2 separate regions of the Mus musculus genome follow, and region 1 is linked to region 2. A link is a contact called in public HiChIP or PLAC-seq data. All regions are on one chromosome and are shown on one strand. Each heading gives the region's core, a stretch centred on a gene start, on an enhancer-like site or on the middle of the called end of the contact. The rest is flanking DNA. Distances are from core to core; before and after follow the strand shown.

What was found. HiChIP or PLAC-seq counts read pairs in DNA pulled down with a chosen protein or histone mark.
Region 1: a contact with region 2 is called in an H3K4me3 HiChIP or PLAC-seq map of embryonic limb bud, with 6 times the contacts expected there. The contact joins the enhancer-like site here to the promoter of Gtf2b in region 2. A contact is called at or near these places in 5 of 39 promoter capture datasets (cranial neural crest, frontonasal cranial neural crest, liver and 2 more), 1 of 484 Hi-C or Micro-C datasets (CD4 T cells) and 2 of 115 datasets of contacts at active chromatin or transcription factors (astrocytes and embryonic limb bud).

The regions. Positions count from the first base shown.
Region 1 is chr3:144,223,121-144,226,664 of GRCm38.p6, forward strand. Gm46828 (a long non-coding RNA gene) reads right to left here. Exons shown (of 3, transcript XR_001784014.2): 2 at 3,329-3,544; 3 at 1,052-1,941. Among named protein-coding and RNA genes, the nearest start is that of Gm46828, 11 kb to the right of the region's middle. Within about 2 kb of position 1,596, at least 12 of the 459 cell types and tissues checked have an H3K27ac peak or open chromatin away from gene starts, as enhancers often do. A contact at or near this core is called in embryonic limb bud and second pharyngeal arch cranial neural crest, where this site is marked.
Region 2 is chr3:142,763,762-142,767,466 of GRCm38.p6, forward strand. Gtf2b (general transcription factor IIB) reads left to right here and starts at 1,486. Exons shown (of 7, transcript NM_145546.1): 1 at 1,486-1,527. The coding sequence starts at 1,511.

The DNA of each region.
Region 1 (3,544 bases), core at 346-2,845, 1.5 Mb after region 2:
ACTCTTGTTTCCAGAACGCCTATTATTTTTAATGTGGGATTTCGGCCTTGGCCAACCTTTGTTTATGCCATTAGGATTTAACGTGCCTCATGCCTCAATTGGGCTTCTCTTGTTTCTCCCTGCCTGTGTCAGAAGGCTAGGGACGCTTACAATAAAAGACAAAAAATCCAACAACTCGACATTAAGAGATGAAACAAATTCTCCATATTGGACTCATAGCCACTAATATCTGCTTCCCACCAGATGGATGGGATTTCAGGGCCTGGTCAGCTTGAGTTGTATACATTTGTAATTTACAAACCGTTCTCCTTTGTTTCACCTCGTGAGTGGAGTCTGTAATGATATTCCATCGCTGCATATCGTTATTACGAGTCCTTTGCTTATGTTAAGGGGCTTATGGAAGGGCTCAGACAAACACAAAGCCACTTATTAGGACAAACAGAGATTTTAAAAGAATACTATACTCTCATGAATAAACTAGTTCCTGATTGGCTAGAGTTGCAATTTCCCTTTTATCAGTAATTAAGGGCGAGCCACGGAGCAAACTCGTCAGTTGACACCAATTACGATTGGTGGAGGAACTAATGAGTCCAAGAGAAAGGTTATTTATTCCCAAACTTTTGAAGCATAATTGTTGTGTAAATCGGATAGCGCGCAAATCTTTTCCATACGTTTGGGTTGGTAATTGAGAAATAAAATGGTTACCAAATGTACTCTTTGTCCAGTTTTGTTCTGCAGCCGATCTCTCTTGGGACTCCTTAAAGTGTAAGGAAAAGGTGATGTCAACGGCACCGTACTCTGGGCTGACGGAGCCAGGATTAATTAATGGAGATGAAAGGGACACTCTAGACCTTTCTTAACCACCGCCTTGCGGTCCCCACAGCAAGACACTTGCTGCTCTGCAGATGACCAAACAGTGCAGAGGATGAGGCCAGGACCCAAAAACCGCTTTGTGTTTAAAAACAAAACAAAGCAGAACAGAGAGCAAGCATCCACTCCGTCTCGTCTCGATTCCAGTGTGGTGTTCTTAAAACAAGGAACTCTCGGGAGCTTTTCCCTTTGAAGTTTAATATGTAGGGCTTTACATCAATATAACATTTTAAATGTGTTAAACAAATTAGTCTCTGGTTACAAAAGTTTTGAGACATTTGCCAGTTGCTGCTTAGCTAAATTGAATATGTGTGGCGAAGTTGATCATGCAGTTGTTCATTTAGAAGGACGCACATTTGGAGTGATTAATAAATAAACCAGCCTCCCATTGCCTCAGCCTCCGTGTTTATTTGAAGGCAATCTACTTTTAAAAGACATTAATATTCTTAGAATTATTATCAGAATAATTGCTTTGGCTCCCTCTCAGAACGCACATTTTTTTCCTTATTTCCCTTCAGCACGGGCAGCTTTTCACTCAGATAGAAACCCCCCATTATTATTCCCCACCCCGCCCCCCAAAAATGAAGAATAGGAATTATATACTTTTCACTAAGGAATAATTAATTTGTCTCAAGTATTAGAACCCAGAATTGTAGAGTGACTTTGAATGGTCGTCTCTGAGGAGTACCATTGTTTGTTCTCGTCAGTCTTTAATGAGCTTTAGTAAATGGCCAGGAAAAATTACCTCCTTTCTGTAACATGAGAGAGGCGGAGAATGAAGGGGGTTATAGAATCCCTCAGAGGAAAGGGAACACACACACACACACACACACACACACACACACACTCCTACACAACAGCGCTTAGGAGCTCGTGGTCCTCTGTTGGACTTATTTGAGGATGAGAGATCTGGTTACTAAGTGCATTAAAACAGAAGCCTGTCCCCTAATTTGTATTGATTATTCTTATCGTGACCACTGTTGAATCTGCCGGGGAAACTGTCCATCCTATAATTCCATGGGGCTGGATATTCATTACGTTCACCACCTTAAGTTTCTTCTCTGTGCAGGACTGTAAGACAAGGAGGAACAGAACTTTAGCAGAGATGAACTGCGCAGAAGAAGACATCCCTCCCCCCAAAGGTCACTGGGTTGCATTAAAAAAGAGCATTTTGTAAAGTTCCCACTCCCAAGGGAGATTCCCCACAGCATATGACCGTTCACAAAGAGCCCAATGTTTTCTTGCAGGTTCCCACAGGCCTCTGGGCTTCCAGGAGAAGTGGAACTCTTTCTAATTATAAAGATCCTCATGTTTAGCAGTGACCAGAAAGATAGATACACTACTCAGAAGATTGTAGAGACCATGGTAGGGTTAGATCATGCTTTCTCTCAATGTGAGATAGGCTTTAGAAACCATGAGGCAGAACCCTCTTCCTTGCCTGAACAAGGCTGGAAGAGGCCCAAACATCATGCTAGGATTAAAGGTATAACTTTCATCTGGGTGCAAGAAGTTATACAATGGTTAACAGCCCAACTGGACTTCCCACTCACCATCTGAACCTGGCAAGCCTCTATGGCCCAACCTTGCTCAGGCAGTGGACAGAGCTGGGCTTGCTCTCTGCTTGAGAGGAAGGGGTGGAGAATGTCGAAGCTCCATTTCTCTTCTCTAACATTCCTCTGCCTGGCAGGGAGCCACGTCCATCTGTCTGCTGTGAGGCCAGTCCAGCTGTCTGTGCCTACATTCCCGTGTTGTGTGTGGACCCTCCTTTTTGCATCAATAGGATCTGATGATTTCAAGCTTTATAAAAAGAGCAGGACCTGAAGCTGACCCTTGGACACATCTTAGAAACAGATTCCCACAAAGACTGGCATGGCTGCCAGAAGCAAATTATGGATGGCATTTAGGCATCACTTCTCAAAAGGTTTGTATCTGTGGGTGACTTTGTTAACTTCCTCGAATGGCAGTAAAGGGTCCCTTTTATAAAATGGGTCTAGTGCAGTTGCTACTGAACTTTGCACATTAACATGTTGGGCACAGCGCCACCTACTCAGCATGCACGTGTCCCTCTGCTCATGGTCAGATGCAAGAAGGTGATAGCAGGAGTTCCCAGTTACATGACACTTGTGTTTATAAAAGTTTTTGTGTAAATATTGTCCGAGAGCTGTGAGGACTTCACGCTCTCATCCCGTCCCACTTAAAGCAGGGATTATCTCCACTTTACAGGTGAGGAGACAAACACACAGGAATGAGTCGAACTAGTACAGTGCCATGTAATCAGACATAGGCAGGGTGCAGATATCAACACAAGTCCTTTGGCTCCGGCTCCTCTACTCAGCAGGTTTTTGAAACACGCGGGACTAGAAAGTGTCCTTGATCCAGCCACCAGATGGGTTTTATTTAGCTGGTGACATCTTGAAATTTTGAATTTTTGGCTAACACTTAAAACCATGGAGATTACCTGTAAATATTTGGATTTCCAGAGGCTTTTACGTGAGAAAGTTCTGGAACGTGCCAGTCCGTGTGGATCCACCACCAACTAGGTCTGCTGTGTCCTAGAGAAAGTCAAAGTCACCTCGTGCTTAAAAGAGGATGACAGTACCTACCTCAGAGTGTCTGTATGTGTTTGTATATGTGTGTATGTGTGTGTTTGTGTGTCTGTGCATGTGTCTGTATG
Region 2 (3,705 bases), core at 236-2,735:
GGCGAACCAATTGCAGGAGCACTGTCCGCCGTCTGTTGGGTTATACTTATGCTCTTTCCAAACATATGTCCCCTCAAGCATCCGCCGTAGCAAAACATCACACGCCCTTTCACTAGGCAGTTTTCAGAAAAACACCCTGCGCCTGTTCTCGGCAAAACACCGTTACATAAGACAGTTTCCAGAAAAACATCACATGATACAACTGAGTCCCTAACAAAACCAGAAATTCCCACTTCAACAAATGTCTGCTTAATGGCATTTGATTTCCATTAACAAATAAAATGCTTACTGAGTTTTCATCTCAGTGGAAGACACCCAACTTGCAGTTACCTTAATTCAGACTTTGTTGGGAATGGTTTATTTACAAGAAAGTAGCACTGTTGCCTTAAGGTAAGAGGACGGGAGCTGAGACAAGGTCTTGTTCTGCAGGTCAGGCTGGCTTGGGATTCATGACCTCCCACCTCTGCACCCTAACTTCTAGAATTACAAGGGTGACCCCCAAGACCTGCCTTGTGAGGCCCTTGTATAGACGTTAGCTGTTTTATTACATTTCCTATACTCGGTTTTCAGTCAAATATTCGATGATGATTGGGGAACAACAACAACATGGGTCATAGCAGGGCTGTCTCTTGCAATTCTAGAAGGGTTTGTGAGCCAGATACCCTCCATGCCTACACTGTTGAGATAAAGGACATGTAGGAACTTTGAATCATGTTGGCCAATGACAGAGCTTGAATTGATACCTACTCCTGAAGACAACAACTAATTTCTCTTTTTATTCCAAATTCTTTAGTCAGGGCAAATGAGACATTCAATCAGATAGGGAAAACTGACTTGAAAATAAAGGAAAGGAATTTGGTGCGAGCGCTTTGCCCCTTTCAACCAACCTGGTTTCCTTGTGTGTTGGTTATTTTGTGTGTTTGTTTATTTAAAGGTGTTTTTTGTTTGAGACGAGGTCTAACTCCAGATCCTCCTACCTTCTTGGTGCAGGAATACTTGAGAGTATCACCCGAGGAGGCAACTCCCATTTTAATTTCCTCTGTTTGAGAGCTAGCTCAGGCGCAGCACATTCTGAGTCTTCTTGGGTTGATTTTTTGTTTTGATTTGTTTGAGACTGTGTGTGTCTGTGTCTGTCTGTCTGTCTGTCTCTCTCTCTTTATCTCTCTCTCCCTCCTCCTGGCTGTTCTGGAGCACCCTGTGTGGATCAGGTTCCTCTAAACTCACAGAGATCCTCCAGCCTCTGCCTCCGGAGATCAAAGGGGTGTGCTATCCCGCCAGGCTTTGAAGATTTTGCCAATCAACCAGCAGCCGGGAGCCACGCAGCAGCAGCGGAGACAACCAGGAAGTACACAGCCCGCGTCGTCAAGGACCGAGCGCTTTTTAGCCCTCCTCCCGACCCGTAGCCGCGCGGAGTGCGCGCGAGCGACTCGCGCATAAAAGCCCGGCTCGGGGCGTCTAGGAGCCAGTGCTGCTTCCTGCTTCGGACGGAGCTGTTGGCGGAGCCGCGAAGATGGCGTCGACCAGCCGGTGAGTGCAACGGCCTCGGAGCGAGTGGAGCAGGGCATCGCGGGGCCCAGGTTCCTCCAGAAGGCCGCCGCGGGTGTCCCTTACCCACCTGAGTCATCGCCGCCCGGGTTTGACCCTGCGGATCCGCACGGCCCCGGCCTCCGTCTCCGGACCCTTCAACCGTCTTTGTGTCATGTTGATGTTTTCTGTGTATTTTCTCCCTTACGGCCCATCCAGCCGGAGGGGGCTGAAACCCCGTTTCCGAAGAGCTGGAAAAGCGACGTTCCAGGTCCCTATCGATCTGACAACCGCAAAGTTGAGAAACGTCAGCATTGGTTGTCTGGTGGCAAAGGGTCGCTAGCCCAATGGCCCCCCCAGAAGTGGAAACGAAAGCACATACGGAGACTTGATTCATTCTCCTAAAAGACCCCCTGTCCCCACCCCGAAAAGTATCATTGCGTACTCTGAAGGAGATGCTGTCTGCAGAAAATTAATTACATATGCTGGAAGTCATTTTAAATGTATTTTTAAAACGTAGTTTGCTTAATATCTACAGGAAATGCGTGTTGTGACCGCAGAGACAGCCTTTAATCTTGTGACCTCCAAAATGCTTTGCAGACCCTAATTATATCTCTTGTAACCACTATGAGGTAGATATTAGTATACTGGCATATGTGTAAACTGAGTCATGCCAGCGTGTTGACCTTTCGCGGGCCACTATACCTATTCTGATTATCCGTCCACTGGTCTCCAGTTAACACAGAATGTACAGAAAGTATCAAATTAAGTTCTGTTCTTTTGGCACTTTTTTTTTTTTTTCGGAGGTGGTTACTATGTGTGGAATTGGTAAACGTCACCGGGGGAAGCCATTATTTACAGAAACTTGGCCTTTCTGGGAACCTCCAAGTCTGCTGTTTATTATAAAAAGTGGGAGGTGGGCATAGGAAGCCTCGTGAACTTCTTGCGTGGAAGCAATGGGCAATCTTGTTTACTGATTTTATGATTTAATTAGATTAATTATGATTTAATCATTCCATCTGGGTGTGGTTTTGTCACGTAAGGCTTCCTTGTAGCGACATAGGAACCTTCAGCTTCCCCAAATACTATTGAAATTTCCCATGGGTGATGTGTTCATATGTAGGCACAGCTTACCATCTTAGGGAAAAGGAACTCCTGTATTCTTGAAACACAAGTTGTAGTGTTTAAATAGTACACATAGTAAAATCACTGGTTACAGTTTTTAAACTTTTCTTCACTTAAAAAAATCCCTTGAAATTAATTTCTTTTCTGGACAGCTAGTGTTTGATTTTGAGTTAGTGGTCTCGAATCTTCTGTCTCCACCTTGAAAACTGTGGGGTTGTAGATCTGCCCGGCCCTCATCCAGCTCTTAAGTCTGTGTCATTCCTGTTGCTATCAAGTTTTGCCAGCAGTGTGAATAGAGAGAAGTTGCCTGAGAGTTTGTCATACCTTGAGGGCGGCATGTAGGCACTAAGCATTGGCACTGGTTGGTGTTCTCGAAGAGAACATGTCCAGATTGATGCCCACTCTTTATTCCGACGTCAGTAAATAACTTTTTGGCTGCGATCTGTAAAATGAAGATTGTGCCTATCTTTTAGGATGTTGTGCACATTGAGCATTCAAAATGTTTATGGGCGGGGGAGGGGGCTCCATGGTTAGGAACACTGGGTGCTTTTCCAGCACCCACATGGCAACTCATGAACTCCTAACTCAATTCCAGGGCATCTCTTCTGTCTCTGTAGGCACTAAGACATACATGCAGACAAAATGTTCATATTTAAATAATTTGGATAAATAAATAAATAATGTTTAAGGCGGTATCATTTAAATACTCTGCAAAGTTTTTCATGTTTCCCTCTTTTAAATGTTAGGGATTGAAACCAGGACTTATATATACTAGGCACGCATCTTCCACTAAGCTCCATTCTCAGCCTCTTTACCTACTTTTGTCTTTGAGGCTGTAGTGTCAGCTGCCTTGGAACTCCTATGTACAGTTATCTGCTGACAGTGATTCCCAGCCCCTCGGCCTACTATTCCATCCATCCATCCATCCATCCATCCATCCATCCATCCATCTGTTGAGACAGCCTCACTCTAGTCGATGTATAGTTCCTAGGGTAGCTTTGACTAGGTAGCATGCCTAGCTATTTCTGCTTCCTGAATACTGACATGTCCCATCAC